Regions from separate parts of the Sus scrofa genome. Here region 1 is linked to region 2. Evidence: chromatin contacts called from public Hi-C data. All regions are on one chromosome and are shown on one strand. The core of a region is the stretch at or near the end of the contact, and the rest is flanking DNA. Distances in the headings are between cores, read along the strand shown. Region 1 overlaps PLPP3 (phospholipid phosphatase 3). Region 2 holds the start of PLPP3 (phospholipid phosphatase 3).

Region 1 (5,256 bases), core at 529-3,028, 38 kb after region 2:
TCGATTTTCAGGATTAGGAGTGCAGGGAACTAACCTTTGTTCAATACCTACCCCATGGTATTTCATCCTCTTCAAAGTGGCTGTTGGTGTCCTCTTTTTCACAACTGGGACTCAAAAAGTTCAGCAATTTGCTGAAGATCGCTCAGATTGTAAGTGGCAAAACTGGTTTGCACACCCAGGTCTGAGCTGCTTTCTTGAAATCAGCGCTCTTCTTGTTGGGAATTTTCTTCAGGGCAGCGATTCCCCAGAGGATCACAGCAAATAGATTAGTTGGGGTGGGGGTGCTGCTGAAAGGGATCCTTAGCCCTTGGGCCTGCAGGGCAGGGTGGCAGTGGCAGCTGAGTCACTGGGCAGCATCCCCTCAGTTTACCCCTTCAGAGTATTTTCTGATAGTTTCATGACGCGAAAAATCTGGGCAGCTGGTGAAGATTAAGTGTCCTAAAGATAGATCAACCCGTCCAACCACCACCCTTCTGAGACTTGAAGCTGGTTAAGTTCTCCATAAGATATTCCTGATGCAATTGTCTGCTCCTTATGAGGGCATGTGGTCCTGTGTGGCTTTGGGGGATTGTGTTAGAGAGATAGGATTTGGGATATGAGAAAGAAGAAATTAAATTCAGAAGTAACAGGGTGGGGGCAGATCTAGGGTCAAAGAGTGTACTGGGGGAAGAGCCCTATCTTCTGAATTTTAGTCCATTTTCTATACATTTGTTCAATACATGTTTGTTGAACACCCACTAAGTGTCATGAATTGCTCTTTGTGCTGGTGAATAAAATATATGGATCCTTTTCTGAAGAGACTCTCAGCTAGCAAGGACACTTACCAACAAGGAGTAATTAGAATACTAGGGGGTGTGTGTGTGGGGGGGATGTCAGCCTTCCCGTCTAGTAAATGGAGTAAATGACACCTAAGATCTCTCCAAAATTTTACCAGCATATTCCTGAAATATGCCTGACTCCATTTAGAGTAAGATTTGTAACACTCACAAATATCCAATGGATTTTATTTTTTGTTTATTTTTTTGGCTGCTCCCAGAGCATACAGAAATTCCCAGGCCAGGGATGGAACCTGTGCCACAGCAGTGACCTGAGCCGCAACAGTGACAATGCCGGATCCTTAACCCACTGAACAAGGCCAGGGATCGAACATGCATCCTCATGGATACAAATTGGATTCATTTCTGCTGCGCCACAGCAGGAACTCCAATTTGGGGATTTGAAAACATAGATGGGGGCACAGTCTTGGGTTAACATTGAGACATAGTCAAAGACACCATCACATACCGATACACATATGTATACGTATGTCTGATGTGGTCATTACTTATCACAGAAGACATTGCTGAACCAAGAGTTAATTCTTTCTTCTTTTTTTTTTTTTGGTCTTTTTAGGGCTGTGCCTGCAGCATATGGAAGTTCCTAGGCTAGGCATTGAATTGGACCTGAGCCACAGCAATGCCAGATCCAAGCTAGGTCTGCAGCCTACACCACAGCTCAAGGCAACACCAGATCCTTAACCCACTGAGCGAGGCCAAGGATCAAACCTGCGTCCTCATGGATACTAGTCAGATTCTTAACCTGCTGAGACACAGTGGGAACTCCAAGAGTTAATTACTTCTATTTTTATAGGTTCAGCAAGGACTTTTATGTTCTCCAGAACAGGGGTAGAAAAGCCAGGGGCCAGGTAGGTAATGGAAGTGACAGAAGTAGACCAGTATAGGAAGGTTGCCAGTACTAAAGCAATGGCAGTGGAACTGGTATGCAGCCTTGGTGTCAGAGAGATGGTGGGGAACAGTGGTGCCCTGGAGAAAGTGAGCCTGTGTTGCCACCACTGCGTATGTTGCTGACCACATGCTGTAGCGCCGGCTTAAAAAGCCGAAATCTGAATGTTACATGAGACCTCCTATTAACAACTAATGTAAAAAACCTTAAACACTGGGTGGGCCAAACAGAGCATTTCTGCAGGCCAGATTTGGCCATGGGCTGCCAGTTTGTCACCTTTGACCCAGAACTTGGACCGTGCTGTTTGGTGGCTTAGCTTGGCGTGCCCTGGCGGCCTTGGGTTGCCTCCCAGCAGGATTTTGTTCTGCTTCAGCTCTTCATGTTTGGCCCTACATCTGGCTCCAGTCTTGGCTTTTTGACTATGTTGAACTTTGGCCTTCCAGGTGTCTGATGTCCTGCCAGCCCCCAGGTCGTTTACTTTACTGCCACGTGAACCTGGTGTTTTGTGTACACCTGGGCAGCATGGCTTGGACCGGAGCACACTGCTGACGCATGAACGCTTAACTATTGGAAAAACAAGATGAAACGTTCGTTTCCACCCTTAGTGTAGACTTACCTCCCATTCAGCCTCCTGTGATCTTTGAGAATGCGTGGCCGGGTTCCTGCTGTGGTATTTCTTCCCTGTGTCAGGGTGACAGGTCCTGCTAACTACTATCAAAGCCCCTTCTGTTTGCATAATCCCAAGAAGTCCCTGGAATTAAAGGATTTTATAAGCATGGTTTTCCCTGGGGATCAGATTGCATTTGGGAAGGGGCTTTTGACAGAACTCTGACCGTGTCTTATTCCCTTCCTAAAAGCTTCCTGTCACGTGCAGACGCAGGAACTAACATTAATGGAGCCACACAATGATTGAATATTGTATAAGGTGACTCGGTTAGTCCTCCCAATCCACTCTGTATGTTGGCAATGCTTGCACAGTGACGGACATGGTGTTCAGAGAGGGAAAGTGACTTGCCCAAGGTCATATAGTAAGCATGACAGGTGACAGAAGTGGAATCCTATCTGCTTGGCTCTGAAATTGCTGATTAAATTGGGAAAAAAGGTAACTCTCCCAGAGTGGGTTACATGGCTAAGAGACTTCTTTGAGAAAAGATATTTACGTCTTGAAGGGATGAATCAGAGTTTGCCAGTGGTACTTCAACCCAGATGTTACAAATCTTACTTCCCAGAGTTGTCAGGAAGATCCCAGGTGATCCTTTATGTAAGAGCTTTAAATCCTCTGCGGGTGATTCTCGATGCTTCCTAGCTCTGGGCAATGTATCGCAAATGAATATATCTGGGTCATAAAGGCGACTGAGGCAGGAGTTGGCTGGATCTGTGCAAATCTGTCTCAACGTCTGAGACGGAGCCCTTCCTTTTTATCATTGTTCAAGATCAACACGCACTTTCCAGAGCTCTGAAACTTTGCAAATAACCAGCATAGGCAGAGTTCATGTGTACCTAGCAAGAGTGGCTAGCTGGCCCCATCTCAGAATGAACTTTCGAGTCAGAGTATCATATTACATACCCGGGTTACACTTCTTATCAACAGAGTGGACACTGAGGCCATTATCATTTCTCTGGCCCTCCTTGCTTTGGCTATATATGGATAATTAATTTAGAGCATTGTTTTAAGTGTTAATCAGTTGATATATCCAGACCTCTTGGCACACAATAGGTGCCCCATGGTGTAATTTTACTCATCCTTATTTTATTTACCTTTTCTTTTTGTCTTTTTTAGGGCTGCACCCGCGACATGTAGAGGTTCTCAGGCTAGGGGTTCGAATGGGAGCTATAGGCACTGGCCTACAGCACAGCCACAGCAAGAGGGGATCTGAGCCACATCTGTGACCTACATGACAGCTCACAGCAACGTCGGATCCTTAATCCACTGAGCAAAGTCAGGGAATGAACCTGCATCCTCATGGATACTAGTCAGGTTGGTTAACCACTGAGCCATGATGGAAACTCCGCTCATCCTTATTTTAAAAGAGGATCAAAAGAGAGAAAGGAGATCTTGGAAGTTACCCCGTTTTACTTGGGACAGAGGAAAGTCCTTCTGGCTCTGGTAGTCTTGTAGTACTAGAAAGAAAATATCTCACTTGCGAAATATGTAACAGTAGCAAAAGAGGTCTGGAATTCTCTCAATGAAAGGTATGAATCATGGACTGTTGGTCAGTTTGTTTTTGTTCTTGATGGATGTTCCTCGTGGCAGCCTTTTAACTGGAAAAACCAAAACTGTTAGGGTTTGTAAGGTGGCATATTAATTATTGTAAAGAATAAAATGATTTTTTTTGGCTGCACCTGTGGTATGCATAACTTCCCAGGCCAAGGATCAACCCCCAACCACAGCAGTGACAACACCAGATCCTTAACTGCTAGGCCACCAGGGAACTCCAGAATAAAATGTTTTTACTTTAAGCACTTCAAATAGGAAAGGCCATCCAGACACAAATTTTCACACCCACAATTACACTGAAGACAGGTGACTCTTGATCATGGAGCCTGAGACTTTCTGAAGTTGAGGAACCCCAAAATAATGCCCATGGTTGTGTCCCCAGCACCTCATACATCGCCCAGTACTCAGGAACTGTCCACACATACTTGTGGAATCCAACTAAAAACCCAGGACGTGGGCCCAGGAAACCCAAGTGCCAGGACTAGACCTGCCATTCTTTTCTTCATTTCTACCATGTCGTTGCTTTGGATTCCAACAATCTTCTTTTTGTGAAGAAAGGGCCTGAACTTTCCAGTGCTGAAGAATTGAGCATTTGTCAAAGAGAACCTCTAGATCCAGGACATGGCATGTTCACACCCGCCAGTAGCAAGTGTTTTTCATGGCAGCCTCTTTCAAAGGTGGGAAACGCCTTCAGAGTCAACCTAGTTTTGTCTCATCTGGATTGTGTCCAGTCTAAAAATCTGGACAAATATCGTAAACCAAAGAAAGTTTGCACACTTTGAAGACCAGTAGCAATTAATTACTTTAAATAGAAACCCTGTCACTTACAAGCAACATAAATATTTGTATTTTGAACCTCTAAGTAGTAGTTGGGTTGACCATTCTGGCCTCGAGTGATTAAAAAAAAAAAATCAGTTGGTCATATTTTAACAGGGAATACATTTATAAAGAAAGGGAGGGTCAGGTCATGGAGTAAGAAAACATGAGCCAAAAGAAAGACAGACCTGGGTTCAAATCCCAGTGACTGGTTGACTCACTTGGGAACCTTGCAGAAGGTACAAAACTTCTGGCTTGTTTTCCATTGGGTACACATGAAAATATTGACCTGTAGCGTTTCCTAGCTGTTGTGGAGTTTAAAAGACATTAATTCCTAATTAGACGCTAAGCTCCTTGAAGTCAGAAGCCCACTGGATTTCTAACACCTGGTCCAAATGGGTGCCATTCGCTTGCTTTGACTTCAGATGAGCCGCTTAACCTTTGTAAGCCTTCATTTTTTCATGGATGAAGTGGGTAAAACAGGAAGGTCCGTAGACCTC
Region 2 (5,092 bases), core at 527-3,026:
AAAAAGCAGACAGGAAATGTAAAGGGAGGTAACTGTAAAATTCAAATAATAGAACGGGGTACCATACAGTGGAATTTAAGTGGCTGTCTGAGGGGCCACCGATGCCCTAGGACTTTTGAAGCTCAAAGGAGGGGAAAGATCAGAGTGGGCTGCTGAAGTTACAAGAACTTGCTCTCAAAGCTGTGGCTTGGCGATTTAGACCTTCAAGGATGATTATCGTAACAAAGAGAATTTGGTGGGCCAGGGAAGACCCTTGAATCCGGGAATTCCTTTTAGAATGTCAGTAATAGTGAAATCAGCCTCATATTGTTTCCGCAGTTTTAACATGTCAAGAGAAGGCATTTCTCACTGAAAAGCTGTCTAGGAAATCTGTTCTCTTAGTTTCCCTGGCTTTGACTTGCTGCTATTTGAAAGGAGAATGCTGTGTCTGATGGGCAGCTAGGTACCCTAGCTTCATCCAGAGCTGTCTTAGAGATTCAGTTACTCTTGCTTCCAGAAGACAGCAATTTTGCCTTCCTTTACCAGCCCACTTGTTCTACGCAGTCTGACTTGAGCTTCATTCAGCAGGCACCAAACTCTGTGTGCGGTACTGGGGAGAGGGTTTGGAGCTGATAATCTATAGAGCGGACTCATCTTTACTAACTATAACACCAAATCAGACTGTAATAGGTACTACAAGAGTGCTGCAAACCAAGTGCTGAAGGTGAAGTTAATTCTGTCCGGGGATCAAGAAAGGGCCCAGAGAGAAGGTGCTATTTCAGAGGATTCTAAAGCAAGAAAAGCATTTTGGTAGTTAGAGAAGGGATGGATGTGCAGAGACAGAGGGAGGCAGAGGCCAGGGTGTGGAGTGGGAAAGGACTATTGGAGAAAGGCCAAGTGGCTGGATCTAGGGATACTGAACCCTATAACAAGTCAGTAAAAAAAATCATGATCTAGAACATGATGGAAGATAGAAGGAAAGGTCCTTGCCTTGGAAATGTTTATGCTCTGTCTGGGGGAGAATTAATTCACATAGAAGACTGTGAAAGCACATGACAGCCTCTACTGCAAAGCGTTAGATTGCCCCCCAAGCTAGAGATATGCTAGCTCTGGGAGAGCTCTCCTGCTTCCCTGGACAGCTGCCCCCAACACTCAATACTGATACAAGCAGGCTGGGGGCCAGCCGAACTGGCAGGGATTTGGAGGGCTGGGAACTACAAGGAATAAAGTAAAGGTTAACACCTACACAGCATTTCCTATGTACCTAGCACGGTTCCAGGCGCGTCTATGGATTAGCTAATGACATCTTCATAATTACTCTATTTAGGAGAAAGTTATTATCTCCAGCTTACAGATGGGGAAACAGAGGCACCGAGCCACAGCCAGGATTCCAAGCCACAGGATCTAGTCCCAGAGCCAGTGCAGTCCTTTTCCTGTTCGGAGCCTCAGAATCTAGCCCAGTATCCAGTGCTGAGTGTTCAGATCTCAAAAAATAAACAAACAAACAAACAAAACAAACCCCCCCCAACAATTTATTTGAGTATTTTCAGGAGGAAACGATTCAAATCAAAACAAAGACTTGAAAGCCCCAAATATGTAAAGGAGGATAAAAGAGGAGAAACGCTTTTTTAGCTGTACAGCCTCAACGTTTGCCTGATCCAAGGCTGTTTCTTTTTATTTACATTTTTTTTTTCTCGTTTTGTGACAATTTAGTGTTTTTGAACGCTAGGGGCTCCCGGATTCTCTGGTTTGAAAGTAACTTTTCCTTTTAGGATTTTTTTTTTTTTTTTTTTTTGGAAGGGGGTGGGGGAAAATGTGGCCTTAATTATCCTACGTCTTAGGCTGCTTAAGGAAGGGGCTGTGCTTTCGGAATCCCTTCTGAGCCAAGTAAGGAGGTCCCTCTCTTTGCCTCTCTCTCTTTTTTAAAGGACCTCATGAAATAAAAGTGCCGAAAACAAACCCAGGCGATCACAGCGGCGGCGGCGGCGGCAGCAGCAGCAGCAGCAGCAGCAGCAGCAGCAGCAGGAGGAGGAGGAAAGTAGGAGTTGGGGCAGCGCTCCGAGGTGGCTGGGCTCCGCGCAGCTCCCATTCATTAAGCAACCAGCTGCGGAGGAAGGTGGCCGAGCGCCCGCGCTGCCCCCTCGCTGCTTTGCGCACGGACACGCCAGCTCCGCGCGTCCGGAGCAACGCAGCGCTGCAGAAGTTTCTGCTCGGGAGTTGACTCTCTTCCCCTTGGACTTTCGAACGATTCGGGGTTGAGACAGGAAAAGCGGAGGAGCACCAGGGAGCAGAAAGCACCACCGCCTGCCCTTGGAAGCGGGGCAGCGGGGCCGCACTCTCCCGCCGCGCCCGGAGAAGCCTCGGTCGGGAGGCGACCCCGGCGTCTGGGTGTGTGGCTGCAGTCGTGGGGCGTCTTGGCCAGCGCCATGCAAAACTACAAGTACGACAAGGCTATCGTCGCGGAGAGCAAGAACGGCGGCAGCCCGGCGCTCAATAACAACCCGAGGAAGGGCGGCAGCAAGCGGGTGCTGCTCATCTGCCTGGACCTCTTCTGCCTCTTCATGGGTGAGCCCAGCCCCTCTGTCCCCCCGGCCCTCAGCGCCCGTCCCAGCCCGGCCCGGGGCTGCGCGCGAAGCTCGGCGCTCGCTCCTGCGCGGGGCCCCGTCTCCCGGCCGCGCCGTGCTGCCCGTCCCGGGGGCCCCGCAGGCTTTTCCCCGCTCCCGGGTTCCCGCCCTCCCCGATCCTGCCGCCTCCCCGGCCTGTAAAGGAGTGTCGAGCGTGCTCTAGGCTTTCGCGGGCCACTTGGACACTCAATCTAAAAAGCTGCCTGCAGTTGGAAACGCAGGCAGAACCCCACGAAAGGTGAGGGCTTGTCCTCTTAGGAGAGGGAGGGGAAGTCGGTGGAACCAGGAGCCAGAGCCGGCGTAAAGCTGGTTGCCTTCCATCGAGTAAAACGGATCTCCTGGAGCGCCGGGCTCTTGCCTGGAGAGCGCTGCCTTCCCAGGGCCGAACGTAAACATCCAGCCTTTCCGCCGGGCTGCCTCGGCCCAGGACTTGCAAGCCGGCCTCTTCACTTGTTGCTCTCGTGAACGCCCTCCAGGGGTTGGGAGGGTGCTGTCTACCGGCTTGATGCAGAGTACCGATTCTGCAGACCCCTACTGTGTGCCAGGTGGTCGTTTTAACCAGCCGTCTCCCCGACTCGGTGCAGGAGGAGCGAGAAAGTTCATTTCACCGATGAGGAAACTGAGGCATTGGGAAAGCTAGCCAGGGTCATGCTTCAGGACCACAATTCATTGTACTCCCAGAAAATTGAGGCGGTAGCCCCGTTTCTGTTTTCCCAGCTAGTTGGAAGCCACTGCTGAAAGAGGTGGGAGTAAAGGGACTGGAGTGGGAGTTGGTAAAGAGGATTTATGAACTCGCCTCCAGGGCGGGGGGTGACTACTGACAGGAATGTACGGGAGCCCCGAGGTTTGGAAGTCGGCGTAGTTTTTTTTTGTTTTTTTGTTTTTTTTTTAAGCCAATCATAGTGTCAAGGAAAGCATGCTGGACTTGTCATCACAATACTGCCACTCTGCCACATGCGGGGTGTGCAACCTTGCTGCCTCTTTGGCCTCAGTTTCCTCATCAGTTGAGTGAGTGGGCTGAACCAGATGCTCTCCAAGGCCCCTTCCTGCATTAAGAACTCGGATTTGGTCCAGGGGCTGTTCTGCCAACTCTGCTAACTGAAGAAACATCTGTGTTCCCAATTCAGTTCCCTTAAAATAGAACTAACTGCTGCACGGAGGCTCAAGTCCCCTTTGAAATGGATTTGTCCATGCAGCGTAGGCAAAGCCCAGACTTCTGGGGCTGGAGTTAAGCGTCCCTGTGTTCAGGACCCTTTCTGCAGTAGAGTCCTTCCTGAAGTCCATCTGTCCTTGGCTTGACTGTCCATCGTCAATTTTGTGAGTCTGAGAAAGGAGGGACTTAGAATTTAAAAATAAGAATGGCTCCCTTTGCATAAGCAGACAGCCAAAGGTCAAATTGTGCTTTAGGGAAGGGAAGAAAGGTAACTGTGGTTCAGGTGGCAAATCCCATTCCTATCTCTTCATATAAATTCACCATTAAGATGTTATGTAAAGGCATTGTCACTGGGGGGCCTACCTTCCTGAAGGCAACTGAAGGCTCATTATGCACAGTGGGAAGATTAGTACTTAAAGTCTCCCTGCCAAGCTATTGAATTTTTAAAAGCCCTCCCTGGTCCTGGGGGAGTACCATGAACACATAAACACATTGAAGCTGTTTGCTGTAAACTTGCCTGGGGCTTCCCAGTATTTACTGGTGTGTTTTGTTGGGGGTAGGGTGAACTCTTTCTACACTGTCTGTTCCATGTACCTTCCTACCTCCTACTTGGTGATTAGGAAAGCAGAGCCAGAACATGCTTGACAGCCTTTGGACAGTTTTATTGTTCTCCCCTCCTCTTTCCCCCCTTGTGATTTCAGAAGGAAGTCCCAAGAGATGGTGTCTCTTATCAAAGGAAAGAGTGTGAAGGAATTCACAAAAAAAGACACACCTATATTAGCTATAGTTTAGCCAGGCACAGAGAAACCCCAAGACACTTGTTGTGCGTTGATGGTGTAAGTAAGATGTATGTTTGCACGTTTCATCTCCTCATCTGCCCCAGCTCTCCCTGTGTCTTCCCCGAAGCTAATATTCTATACCTAGCTGTTTTTTACTCACTCACTGTTGGTCTGTTCCAGCAAATAATTTTGTTTACTGCAAAAAAGTTAATAAGGTAACAGAACCTTCTATTTTACTGTCAGAATCATGTAGCTATCTGTGTTCAGGCTATGGGCCTTGCCATTAGCATCATGTCAAAAGGTCATTTTCAAAGTGTCTCCCTTATGCATAGGCCGAATTATAGTATCACTCATTCAGTGCCTCTCTACCACCTTTAATGAGAAACACAGTGAGGTAAACATTTACTTGAGAAATTTATGCAGGAGAACTTGATTTGGCTCCCACAAGAAAATTATTAACACAACATGTGATTTTAATATTCCACACATCGCAGTCCTAAAAAATTGTTTCTACGTGGTTCTCTTTTGCCTACGACTGTCAGTATGATTTAATTTTT

Evidence for each region. A called contact is a pair of places that touch in the nucleus more often than the background predicts.
Region 1: a contact with region 2 is called in a Hi-C map of liver, with 10 times the contacts expected there. The contact joins the enhancer-like site here to the promoter of PLPP3 in region 2. A contact is called at or near these places in 1 of 5 promoter capture datasets (liver), 11 of 47 Hi-C or Micro-C datasets (alveolar macrophages, embryonic fibroblasts, heart right ventricle and 3 more) and 1 of 2 datasets of contacts at active chromatin or transcription factors (skeletal muscle).

What each region holds. Positions count from the first base shown.
Region 1 is chr6:155,837,308-155,842,563 of Sscrofa11.1, forward strand. All of the region lies in intron 1 of PLPP3 (phospholipid phosphatase 3), which reads left to right. Among named protein-coding and RNA genes, the nearest start is that of PLPP3, 39 kb to the left of the region's middle. Within about 2 kb of position 1,779, at least 8 of the 83 cell types and tissues checked have an H3K27ac peak or open chromatin away from gene starts, as enhancers often do. A contact at or near this core is called in liver and skeletal muscle, where this site is marked.
Region 2 is chr6:155,799,064-155,804,155 of Sscrofa11.1, forward strand. PLPP3 (phospholipid phosphatase 3) reads left to right here and starts at 1,777. Exons shown (of 6, transcript XM_003127971.6): 1 at 1,777-2,544. The coding sequence starts at 2,406.